2 separate regions of the Arachis hypogaea genome follow, and region 1 is linked to region 2. A link is a contact called in public Hi-C data. All regions are on one chromosome and are shown on one strand. Each heading gives the region's core, a stretch centred on a gene start, on an enhancer-like site or on the middle of the called end of the contact. The rest is flanking DNA. Distances are from core to core; before and after follow the strand shown. Region 1 has its middle 41 kb from the start of LOC112765509. Region 2 holds the start of LOC112765509 (phospho-2-dehydro-3-deoxyheptonate aldolase 1, chloroplastic).

Evidence for each region. Hi-C and Micro-C count contacts between places; a contact is called where the count stands out from the background.
Region 1: a contact with region 2 is called in a Hi-C map of leaf, with 1.5 times the contacts expected there. The contact joins the enhancer-like site here to the promoter of LOC112765509 in region 2. A contact is called at or near these places in 3 of 8 Hi-C or Micro-C datasets (all in leaf).

The regions. Positions count from the first base shown.
Region 1 is chr17:51,461,319-51,467,871 of arahy.Tifrunner.gnm2.J5K5, forward strand. No RefSeq gene overlaps it. Among protein-coding and RNA genes, the nearest start is that of LOC112765509, 41 kb to the left of the region's middle. Within about 2 kb of position 3,918, at least 3 of the 3 cell types and tissues checked have open chromatin away from gene starts, as enhancers often do.
Region 2 is chr17:51,419,428-51,426,155 of arahy.Tifrunner.gnm2.J5K5, forward strand. LOC112765509 (phospho-2-dehydro-3-deoxyheptonate aldolase 1, chloroplastic) reads right to left here and starts at 4,338. Exons shown (of 5, transcript XM_025811406.3): 1 at 3,472-4,338; 2 at 1,917-2,194. The coding sequence starts at 4,038.

The sequences.
Region 1 (6,553 bases), core at 2,668-5,167, 41 kb after region 2:
CGTGACACGCGAAAAAGGCCATCGATGCGTACGCGTGACTTGCACGTACGCGTGACATGCGCGATATGCAGAAAACGCACAAAACGCTGGGGGCAATTTTAGGCCGAGTCTCGACCCAGTTTTCGGCCCAGAAACACAGACTAGAGCCAGGGGATAGCAGAGACTCAAGGGAGATTCACACAAGAATGGCTGTCACTCAAAGTTAAGCGTGGACCCTACAAAGCAAGTGGTCCCCATCCATCAATTGAAGACATGCTGATTGCTTTAATTAATTCTGATTTAAACTTTAATTTTTATTTTAAAGATAGGAAAAGATATTATTTTAGTTTTAGAAGATAGATTTTAAATTAATTAGGATTAGATATAAAAAGGGATTCCAACAGGGTTCCAGAAGAACATTATTATAATTCACAATTTACAATCTTTATTTTTCACTCTGAACCATGAGCAACTAAACCTCCACTCTTAAGGTTAGGAGCTCTGTCTATTGTATGAATTGATTTTATTGTTTTTCTATTTTAATTCATGTCTTGATTTATATTTAAGAATTGTTTTCGTTCTTTATTTTATGAGTTTGGGTGGAACGGAAGTGTGACCCATGTTCTAATTGAGTTCTTGTATAACTTGGAAAAGCTCTTTACTTGAACAATAACTTGAAAACAATGTCTTCTAAATTTTAATTATCTGGATTTAACGGGATACGTGACATATAATCCTTTTATATTTGGGTAATTAGAATTTCTGTGGCATATAACTAGAATTGAACTTCACCCCCTAATTGGAATTAATTGACCAAGGAATTGGCAATTGATGAATTTTAGAGGAGACTAAGAAGGTCTAAGGAATTACGGTCTAGTCACATATAGTTCGCCATGAATTAAATCTTGCATGATTAAAATAAATTAATAAGAAAAGTCAATCCGAAAAATAGATAACTCTGAAGCCTTAACTGCCTTCTCCATATTTTATTTCCAACTTATTTACTTGTTCTTTTAATATTCTTAAATTGTTTAATGTCTTTTGAAATCTCAAACACTATTTTCTGTTTGCCTAACTAAGTAAATCAATTAACCATTGTTGCTTAGTCCTTCAATCCTCGTGGGATCGACCCTCACTCATCTGAGGTATTACTTGATACGACCCAGTGCACTTACCAGTTAGTTTGTGGGTTATAAATTACCGCACCAAGGACTACCAGTAATAAAACCCACTTGGATTTCAGATTCAATTGCTGCTAACAGACTCTTAAGCTGTATGTTCTTGCATTTTTTATGCACCTATATTGATTTCATCAACAAATAAATTCTACCATATATTTTTTACAGGAGCGAAAATAGATTGAGAGTGACTAAACCTTCATTTTGCTTTTCCAAGGGTGCCTTAGTAACCAACCAAAACTGTCAACATTGATATTTTTTTTTGTGACTAAACACAATTGATTTAGGTAGACGATAAAATATTTATCATCACGTATTTTTAACTTTCTATATAATTTTTGAATATTATTTATGAATACAATTGGATTGTACATATTTTTGAAATATACATTGTACATATAATTAGTGGTTCTTCCTTCCAAATGGTTTTAGGTGAAAATGAGCCCAACATGGCAGCAGGGGAAGCTTAGAGAATTTTGCAAGCAGAAAGGAATCTATGTGAGTGCATGGTCATCATTAGGAGCTTATAGAAAATTTTATGGTATAAATTCTGTTATGGACAATCCAATCCTTAAGGACATAGCCAATTCAAGACACAATAGTGTGCCTCAGGTGCTTAATATATTTATTTCTTAACTTTTCTATTAAGGTTATAAATTTATAAACCTACTTTATAGTGTGAATTCTAACATTATTTTATTTCTTCAGTAACTATGTTTATTTCTCCTTTTTTTTTTTTCAAAGTATTTGTCTATGTTAATGCTTATCTTTTTGTAAAAAAATTAAGATTATATATATTTATCTTTTATTAAATATCTCTTCTTAATTTAAAATTAAGACAATGCAACAAAATTAATTTAGACAACTTTAGATTTTTTATTATTTTAAAAAGTTTATGGTGAAAAACAGAAGAAATACAGTAACAAAATAGACCTGACATTGAAGTTGTTATCTTGTGTGATGAGAAAAAAAAGTCAGAATAAGAAAGTTAAAGAAATCATTATCAGTGATAAAAAATCACAGCATCACATATAAGTAATATACATAAATATAAATTTGTTGTATTTGTGTGGATTTGTTTCTGCCTTCATTTTCTTAATACATATATGTAGTATACATAAATATAAATTTATTTGTATTTAGAATCTATTTTCCATTTCATATTTATACGATTTCTCTTTTGCCTTCATTTTGATTTTTAATAATTGTTGACATTTGATCTTATCATATAGTTATCTATCTTTGATTATTTATATATTTTTTTGAATTAGATTTACATTCAAAAATTAAATTTTAACAGTGATATATACAAAATTTACTTAAAATTTATAACTAGGAAACAACAATAGCGACTGATTTAGCGACCGATTTTAAAATTTTGAAGTTAGCTATTAGAGACTGATTTAGCGATCGAAACATTAGCGACCGATTTAGCAACCGAAATATTAGTTGCCATTTAGCGACCGAATAACTTAGCGACAGAAATATTGGTCGTTATTTAGTGACCGATCTTGTTAGCGACCAATTTAGCGACCAAAATTATTTCGCATGGTTAGGTGGCCTTGGTTGAAAATCGGTCACTAAAATCGGTCGCTAAATATTAGCGACCAACATCGGTCGCTATTTTGAATTTAGCGACCAAGGTTTTAGCAACGGCCAGAATTGGTCACCAAATCGGTCGCTAAGCTGATAGCAACTGATTGTCAATAAATATCGGTCGCTAAATCGGTCACTATTCTAGTAATTTCTTATAGTGTATGTACTTAAATTATGTCACCTACATTTTAAAATAGAAATAATTTTATTGGTATATTACTATAAATAATTTTATTGAAAATTAAAATTTTAAAATAAAAATAATAAAAAATTTGTGTTGTAATTTTATTATTTTTTAATTTTTAACATTTTAAGTTCAGTTTACATTGCATGATGGATCATTCCGCCTATTTTTTGGCGGGATGGCAGACTCTGGCGTGATGACTACATCATTATTTAGTGGTAGAGGTGGTAGTGGGGCGGATATAGGCGAATTTTTGTCCTATCTGATTCCGTACTGTCTTTCTTTCACTTCACTACTATCCTTTCCACTTCTATCTGGGGTAATAGACTACTCTACCCATCCCATTCAGGTCGAGTTTAAATTCGTTTCGAGTGAGTAAGGGAGAGTCGGGTACCTGTGGATTCGGATATTTCTGCCTCTTTTACTTAGTGGCTCATAAATATTTTGATTAAATAGAATCAAATTAGGTTGGTCTAGTGGTGGTTAATTTATTAGTCCGTTTAATTAAGTGTTAAAAATTTAAATTTTGTCTTATATATGCAGTAATTTATTGGTTAATAATAAATTTTTAAATAGAACTTTTATTTGCAACAGATTAATTTTTGACTTGTTAAGTTAAAAGATACTATATATATTAAATGGAACAACTATTCTCAAAGATTAACTTTCAATATTCAAAACAAATCAAATTATCGTTTCTCAACTGATAATTATGAACATGAAAGTTGGCATGCTTATCAGTATAATACAGCCCTTCGTGGAAGCAACCAAAAAACAAAAAATATAATAATAATATAATATTATAAACAAACAAGACCAGACCGATGCACAAAATTTCAAAGTTGACGAAACTTCAATTCCACGCGGTAAAAGCACATGTATATTCAAGTTCCTAGCTGACACACGTGGAACATGGTGTAGGTGTGTCGTAATGTTGGGCTTGCACGTTATTGACTAATATACCCTCGTATATGTTTCTTGGTGTGAGAATATACCCTTTGTTTTCAAGCAGAAGACTTCTATCTCAAAAGGGTCCAACTGTCCATGTCTTTCACCTACCCACTTAATTGAGCCATTTTTATTCTATTCTCCGATCCTAATCACACCACCTAGGCACAATTCTCAAAAGCTTATTTCAGTCACACCTGTCAGTAACAATACAGATTACGTCATTATTAGAATATAATTAGTGTATATTCTCGTATACTATACGGAATAATAAATAAAATTATATAAAAATTTTATTAAAAAATTAAATAAAATATATGTAATAATTATTATTATAAATATTTTATAAAATTATAATTAAAATTAAACTCTCAAAATTTTTAATATTAAAATATTAAAAATAATTAGTATTTATTTTAATCAATTTAAGTTTGTTGAGTGATCATCTCATTCGTCAGTTTAAACAATTATTAGGAGTTAAAATCTCGTTTTGTGTGTGTAGCAATCCATTGGTTAGCGGTAAATCCTTAATAAATGGAGTATCAATACGTGATTAGACTTGGCATGAGTACCCGAATACGCGGGTACCCGACCCGTCCATACTCAATTGAAGAAGGTAATAACTTGACCCAAATTGGGACAGATTTTGCTTAGAACAAGGCATGGTCGGGTTTAGGGTGCACCCGCTCCGGATATATACATATAAACACTTTTTAAGAATTATGATTTGTCTCACATCACAGATTCAATTCAGTGATTCACAACTTGAATCCATACTTTATAACCATGCAAGAGAAACACAGTCATCCTCACCGAGAGTTTTCCTCCCTTCACAAGAAACTTCATAGCTCCGTCATCATTGTTATTGAGCCCATCGCCGCATACCCTTTCACAGCTCCCATCTTCCTTCACAGCTCATGTCACTATCACTACTTATTCCGTTACCGTCGTTGTTGAGCTCGTTACCACCTTTCTCCTGCCAAGTCACTTTTCTCTAGGTAAATCCTCCCTCTCTCTCTCATTGTGAGTCTGTTAAGTTTTTCTCTTCTTCTTCCACAGACTCTTCACTTAGTCGTCGTCGCTATGAGCTCGGGCGTTGCCGTTACAGTTTCATCTGAGTCTGTCACCGAATAAAATAAATTTTTTATTCAAGTTGGACCAGTTAAAAATAGGCATGCATGAGATCATTTTTGCATGTAATTTTTGAATTTTCTCATCCAAATTTGATTTATGTAGTTGAGTATTTTAGTATGGCGATCATCGTGGTTTTGTTACGATACTAATGTGATAAAAGTTGCAGTAATTTTATAACTAATATATGAGATAGACCAGATTATTGAAGTAATTAGGAAAATAACATTCAGATGTGCGTATAAAATTTATAAGATGTAATTATCTCAGAAATATATATATAATCCAAGTGAAAGATTGTTAGGAAATTATTATTTTTTAATATATTTATGGACAATACATATATTAATTATAATCGCAAATTAAGGAATTTTACATTAAATGACTTATATAATGGTGATCTCATTTATTGTCATAAATATTGAATTAAATAAGTCATTATTTCTTTTGATTTAGATAAATGATGAGTTTAAAACCATAGATACTATTTTATTTGAGTTTTAGGGTTTAATGAATGTTACACTCAAATATAAATAATGACTTTGTGATTTTGGTCTCCAACACATCAAACTCGTCTCCGTAGCTCTTTTTCCACAGTGGAGTTGTGATTCAGCTCTATCAGGGAACAGAAGGTTTTGGTTGACGAAGATGAAAGAACCACAAGAACCAAGTTCTCTGATCTCAATCATGCTTTCAAATGAAGGGATGATGCTTCCACGCTCTCAGTTATATTTTTTAATGATTTAACATGGATGATCTTGAGGTTGAAAAATCCTAAAATTTTTAGATAAAATAAAATTTTTATTCAATCAAATGATGATAAATAATTTTATTGAATTAAATTGGATTAATATGATCATATGATAATAAAGAATACTAGAAAAATAAATAAATAATATTTTAAGAGTATAAAAATATTCAATTTTCATTTCAATTTACTTTTTTATTCAACGACAATAAATATCTTGAATTAATTAAATATTTACAAAAAATTATATACATAAAATTATTTCATTTCTTCCAAAATCTTTGGACACATAATAGTTCAATGAGAGGTTGACTATTAAGAATTGAATATAATATTTTTAAATTCATATTTTTAATAAAAAGATGTACTTAATTCTATCCATCCTAAATAATTCTATATTCACTATTACTTATCTATCTAAATAATTCTAACATTGATAGAATATTGTTTTTAGATGCAAAAAATTTAAAATATTCTATTTCAAAAATCAATATTCATATTTAACTTAGAATTTCAACAAATATGACGAAAAATATTACATTTTTTAGTTAAAAAAGTAAAATATCTATAAATATATTTTGGTGGTTTAGCTTTAAATTTTTCAAAAAATATTTGACAAGTTAATGAAATCAAATCATATTTCTATAACATATATAAGAATTTCTATTACACATAAATAAAAAATGTTAGGTGTAATAAGAACAAATACATAAATTAAAATAAAATTTAAAAAATAAGAACCAATAAAATATTGAAGGAAAGAAATATAAATAGAAAAAAAATAAAATT
Region 2 (6,728 bases), core at 3,088-5,587:
CATGTAACCAGCAGAGAAAGGTGAGTCATTGGATAAAATCTCACACCAATCTCACACTATTAAATCATCATTGATGGCTATTTGATAGCTATCAATCACAAAAGTTGCTGGCCCCTAGCATTGTTCTTTCACAGTGATTTAGCCTTGTGAAAAACGTGTGATGATCTGATGGACATAGCCATTCATAGTGGACTAAAATTGAGACGAGAGGACAAGTTGTAACTGTTGAAGTCCACTTCTTTTGTAAGTAACACCAAGACACTTAGACACCATCCACCTTCCATGTGAACCGTGTACCCATTTACAGCCCCTTAAGATTCAGTTATTCCTTATGCTTTCTTTAAAGTATGAAAATTTTGCATTTTTAGTGTCCGGTATTGGTTTATTTGAGTGAGAAAAGTATTTCTTATAAAAAATAATACTTTTATTAAATTTTAAATATATTTGGATATATTTTTTAAAATAAATACTTTTATTTAAAAAAATAAATTATTTACTTTTTTTAAAAGCCAACAATATCTTATTTTTAAAAAAACAGAAACAAAAGATCTTTTTAATATTTTAAAACCCTTTTAAAAAAACTATCTAAATATAAAATCATTTTTATCTATTAAAAAAAGATATTTTAAAAAAATAAAAAATAAATATTTTTTTTAAAAGCAAATACCCTTAATAACTTATATACACGTAGGGATGGCAACTGGGCGGGTACGGGCGGGTTTTTGCTCTACCCGACCTCACCCCGCCCTACAAAAAACCCGCATCAAACCCGTCCCGTCCTACTCGCGGGTAGTAAAATGTTAAACCCTAACCCGTCCCTACAGGTACTCGTCCTGCCCCTACCCGCCCCTATAATTATTAAATCTAACAAATAAAATTAAATTTTAAAAATTATATAATTACCATTTACATACATAACATAAATTAAAGTAAAAATTTATATATAATATAAATCACTTTACTAATTATTTTATATATGTTACATATATTATATATTAAAAATATATATTATATATATCGGGGCGGATAGGAGCGGATTTAACATAAACACGACCCCGTCCCGCCCCGCCCAAAAATCCGTCCCGCTAAAATCTGCCTCGGTGCGGGAGAGGATAATTACCCATTCCGAACGGATAGGGACGGAGTGGATACCTGCAAGTTGGGTAGTGTTGCCACCCCTATATACACGGCAACCAAAATAAGCTATGGCCAACCTAGATCTGTGCATAGATTATCACTAAAGCGGATCAAGGAGTTAACGAAAATTTGTCATGTGCTGATGTGCAATGTATAAAAAAAATTGTCTAATTTTGCTTAGAGCATCAAATATTAATTGTAAATACATTATGTTAATTTTTTTTAAATAATTTATATCACTAATTAAGTATGTGTAATGAATATAACTGGGCTTAGCCCGAGTAACAGAAATAGGTTTGAATATTAAATATTATCAAAAATATTTTAAAAAAATGAGTATTAGAAATTGTAAATAGAAAGTGAATATTAAAATTGTGAAATGTCTTATCACATTTTCCCTTCTCTCTGGATTTCTTCTTATAACTAAAGTATTATTTTCCTAGGAATATATGGTGTTTATTATTACTTAGTATCTAAATTTTGTCTAATTTATTTTTTATAATATATTTTAAATATTTAAACATTATTTACTTTTGTATTTTTTAAATTAAATATTAATTTTTAACTTTTTTTATAAATTAGACACCACTTTCTAAACAAAATAATTATCACCTCTTTTCGTTTGTATTCCAAATACTCTAATGAATCCATTTTCTATACCGTTACATATTATACATTAATTTATAGGTTTTTAAGTAGTTAACTAGCTAGGTAGGATAATATAAAGAGCATAGAAAGAAATGCGTGGAAAGAAATACAGAACAAACTAGCATACAAACCTGTCTCCCTGTTCACTATGTTGAGTAAAGTCCAAATTCCATTGAGTGACCCTCTGCATAGCAGCGTAGCCACCGGTGGCAAAAGCTCTGAGAAGGTTGAGAGTGGCAGCGGCTTGACAGTAAGCTCTGATCATCCTCTGTGGATCTGGAATCCTCGACTTCTCATCAAAAGCATCTCCATTCACGTTGTCACCTCTGTAGCTGGGCAGCTTCACCCCGTTCTTCTCCTCAAATGGGTCCGATCTTGGCTTTGCAAACTGACCCGCCATTCTCCCCACCTACAACCACATTGTCATACAAATGGACAATAATCTTTGTGTTCATCCTTAATACTCATATTTTGGAGTCTGTATATATCTGCCACTAATTCTATTCCAGGTAGTGACACAAAGTTACAAGCAAAATTACTTAACTTCTCTTTTTGGTGACTTACTTAACTTCTATAATGAATTGAACAAAAATATATCCGAAAAAAGAAAATTGAATGAATAAAAAAATATTAAAAAACCATCGAAATTTATTGCTTTTTGCCATTACTTAATCATCAACTCAATTTTTTTAGTCTAATTTATTTATTCTAGTAATCTAATCATATACTTTATCCTATAATTTTAAACACTGATGGCAAAAACAATAAATTCTTATGATTTTCTAGTATTTTTCTAAAAATAATTTTAAAACAACACACAAAAGTTTGAAAAATTGAAAAAAAAAAGCTACCAACCATCAAGTAATTTCATGTTTCTATATCAGTTCTATATATCTCATTTTAAACAAACAAAATATATACACACAACGTCTCTATTATAATTTCTAAATAAGTTAAATACAGATACCAAAAACTATATACTAAAAGTGTTGTATTAAATATTATTTAAATAATAATATGAATATAAATATTTTCTTAAGGAAAAGTTTAGGGAGTCAGCAGTTTTATTAAATTTTGGCCTGTAACCAGCAGAAAAATGTGAACTATCGGATGAAATCTCATATCAATTTTACATTATTAAATCATTATTGATGACTATTTAATGGCTACTAATCACAAAAGTTACTCGCCCTAGCATTGCTCTTTTTTTAATGATATGACATAGCAATGAATATTAAGTAAAAAATTAAATATGTAATGTATAAAAATGTATTAACGAAAAATTAATATTAATAATAATAATAAGAGAAAGGCATCCATTAAGCAATAAAATCAAAGAAAAAATTTTATTGAAAATCAAATTTTTATGTTTTCAATAAATTGAATCTGTTAAAAGAAATCCCATCTAATTAATTAACAATTATTAAAAAGCTAATATTTTTAAATTTTAATTTTTTCAATAAATTATATATATTAAAATTAATTATTTATATAAAATACATATTAAATATAAAATATATATTAAAAATAAATTAAATATATATATATATATAATTTAATAAGTAATTTTAGTATGTAACTAACATTCAGTTAGTTCTTATAACAAGAAACAAAGAGATTTACAATTACTTCTGAATATGTCTCACAATTGATTTTGACTCTAGAATTGAAATTTTTGTTAGGTACCTTTATGACGGGCATCTGGCCACCAAACATCAATACAGCACCCATCTGGAGGAGAATCCTGAATGTATCACGAATGTTGTTAGCATTAAACTCTTTGAAGCTCTCAGCGCAATCTCCACCCTGCAACAAGAACGCCTTCCCCATCGCCGCCTCCCCAAGCTTCTCCTCAAGGCTCCGCGCCTCCCCGGCGAACACGATCGGCGGGAACGCGTCCAGCGTCTTCAGCACCGCCTCCAGCTCCTCCTTGTTCGGGTACTCCGGCAGCTGCAGTGCCCGCTTCAATTTCCAGCTGTCCGGGGTCCATTTTCCCTGCACAGCGTTACGAGCCGGAGCGGTTGCGGCTGCAGCTGCCACTGCGGAGGATGCTGGCTGCGACTTGTCAGCCGGCTTGTCGGAGACCACCGGGTTAACGTTCTTGGTGGGCTCGGCTGCATGGACGGCTAGAATGGGCCTGGAAGTGAGCTTAGTCCCGGGTCTGATGCTGTTGGTGGATGGGCATAGGGAGTGGTTTGTTGGGGGCATTAGGGTCTTTGCAGGGATGAGGGAGTTGGAAGTTGAGATAGCCATTATGCTTTCTTGCTGATTTGGGTAGGCTTTTTCTCTGAGAAAGGATCTACGGGAGATTCCTTTTTTAAAAAAAAAAAAAAAACAATTTCTCTCTTGGTTTAGGTCACACTTTTTCAGAGGTGCCTGAAGAGCATGAGGGAGGTTTGTGGTAGGTTTTATAAGAGAAAAAAGAGAGCAACTATGGCTCTATGAGGTTGTTGGTGTGGGGGTAAGTGAGTTGGGTAGAGAGAGATCGCGGCGTGGTAGTTGGGAGGAGAAGGGTGTTCTCGTCAACTCAGTTCTCTTTAGGGTATAATTGGAAACTTTTGGAGAGTGGAAAGCTGGCAACCAAGTCAAATTGCTTGATTATTACAAAAATGTTACATCTCATTAAAATTAATTATTAATATATTTATATATAAATATATATTATTTATAAAAAATATAAAAATTAATATTTTTATTAAAATTTAATCAATACTTAATTAATAAAATAAAAAAAAAATAATTTTATATTATTAAATATAATTTTATATTATTAAAAATATTAATAATAATAATTAATAATTATAAATTATAAAATTTATTAATTTTATAATATTTATTTTAATTTATTTTTAATATATATTTATATTTTAATATATATTTTATATTAATAATTAATATTAATAACTAATTTTAGTATACACTAACATAAATATTTATTAATTACATTTGATATGCTTCACCTACTAATTTCTATTTTATATGTATAGACGTATAGTTATATAAAAACTTAATAAACAATAATATTTTGAAAACAATTAGAAAAATCGTTCAAATAGTTTTAAAATATTTTATTTAGTATTCATTTGTTAAAGTAGTTATTTAATTTAAATATAATAAATATATAATTATAAATATTAATTAAATAAAATAATTTTAATTATTCTTTTTATAATATTACTGTTTATTATGTTTATATATCAAAAAAATAAAAATATTAATATAACTTATACACAAATATAATTTATATCTATATTTATAAATATTTTATATATAATAAATATATAATTTATATTTATATTTATTAAAATTTTATATATATAAATCAATACAGTTTGTACTTAAATTTTTTTAAAATTTATATACATAAATTAATAAAATTTATTTATTAAAAATAATTTAATATTTATACTAAATAAATAATAACTAAAAACACTAAAAATTGTTAATACCAACAATTTTTCTTAGTTTAATTTATTGTTATCAATGTAATATAAATAATTATATTCGATAGAGACATACCCCAGCCCAATTAATTTGAATGGAATTTTGTTTTGTTTTATTAACGAGACGGAAGGTGCGACTGCGTGCATTTATGTTGAGATAACTGACCTGGCTTACCATGCATCTAAATTTAGGCTTTTTTACCCCGCAAAATCTAATAATGATGTGTATTGTCTTATATGTTATTTATAAGTTAAATTATTTTATTAGTCTTTTATAATTTTTTTAACATTATAATTAGGTTTTTTTATTTAAAAAAATTTCAATCATTTTTTATATTAATTTTAATTTTATAATTAGATTCTTATCATTTTAAAATTATTTATGTCAACAGAATAATTTTTTTTTATAAATTTACTAAAATGATCTAATATTAAGAATTAAAGTTGCGTTTGTTTCTAAGATTAGGACAAGACAACATATTAAGAACAAAATTTAAGGATATAGAGATACAGAATTTAGTATTTTTATATTCTGTTTGGTGATAAAATAGAAAAAATTATAAAAATTTAATTTATTCTCATTTTTTTCATTCAAAAAATTTGAGAAAAAAAATATAATAAAAAAATAGTAAAATTAAAACTAATGAGAAGTGTTAGATGGAAGAGAGGGAGAGTGTATCCTTGGGGAGGAAGGAAGTCTCCTTTTTATAGTAAAACCTCTAAGACTAAATATAGAATTCAAATTCAAACTAAATCAAATCAAAATCAAATCTAATCATTTAAATCTGAAATCTTTTTTTAATGACTCTTTGACTAACTAGTGAATTTCCTTATAATTTAAGCTTGGTGTCTTCAAGTCTTCGTTAATTACAAAAATTTCTCGGGGATGGTGCTGTTATAGGCGTTCGGCACCACTTTGGTGGCGTTTGGTGCCTCTTTTTACGCAATTATGCACTTCCTTGCTGCCTGTTGGGTGCTAAATGCCAGAGGAGTGGAATTTAGCGCCAGGAGTCCTGAGAAGAATTGCTGTTGGATGCGGTTTGGCTCTAAGCGCCAATGTCGCGGCATTTAGTGCCATGATGCCATAGAAAAAGTATAGACATTATATATCGTTGGAAAGCTCTGGAAGTTGGCTTTCTAATGCTACTAGAACCGTATCAATTGGACCTCTATAACTCAAGTTATAATCATTGGAGTGTGTAGAGGTCAGGGTTGACAACATCCACGGATGTTCTTTGCACTTGTCTTTAAATCTTGGTTCCTCCTTGTTATTTTGCTTCTCTTTTCCCAATATTTTCCTACAAGAATCATGAAACTAAGGAAATCAAAGTACTAATAGAAAAGCCTTGAAAATTATATAATTATTAAGCAAAAGTCACAACTTTTCTATAAGAAATGCTAATGAAAAGTGCTTAAGATGCTCGCGCATCACCGTTCCACTCCTTCCCTCTGTCGTTGTGGCTACAGTTCCCACTGTGCCAATCTTCCCTTTGTTCTGAG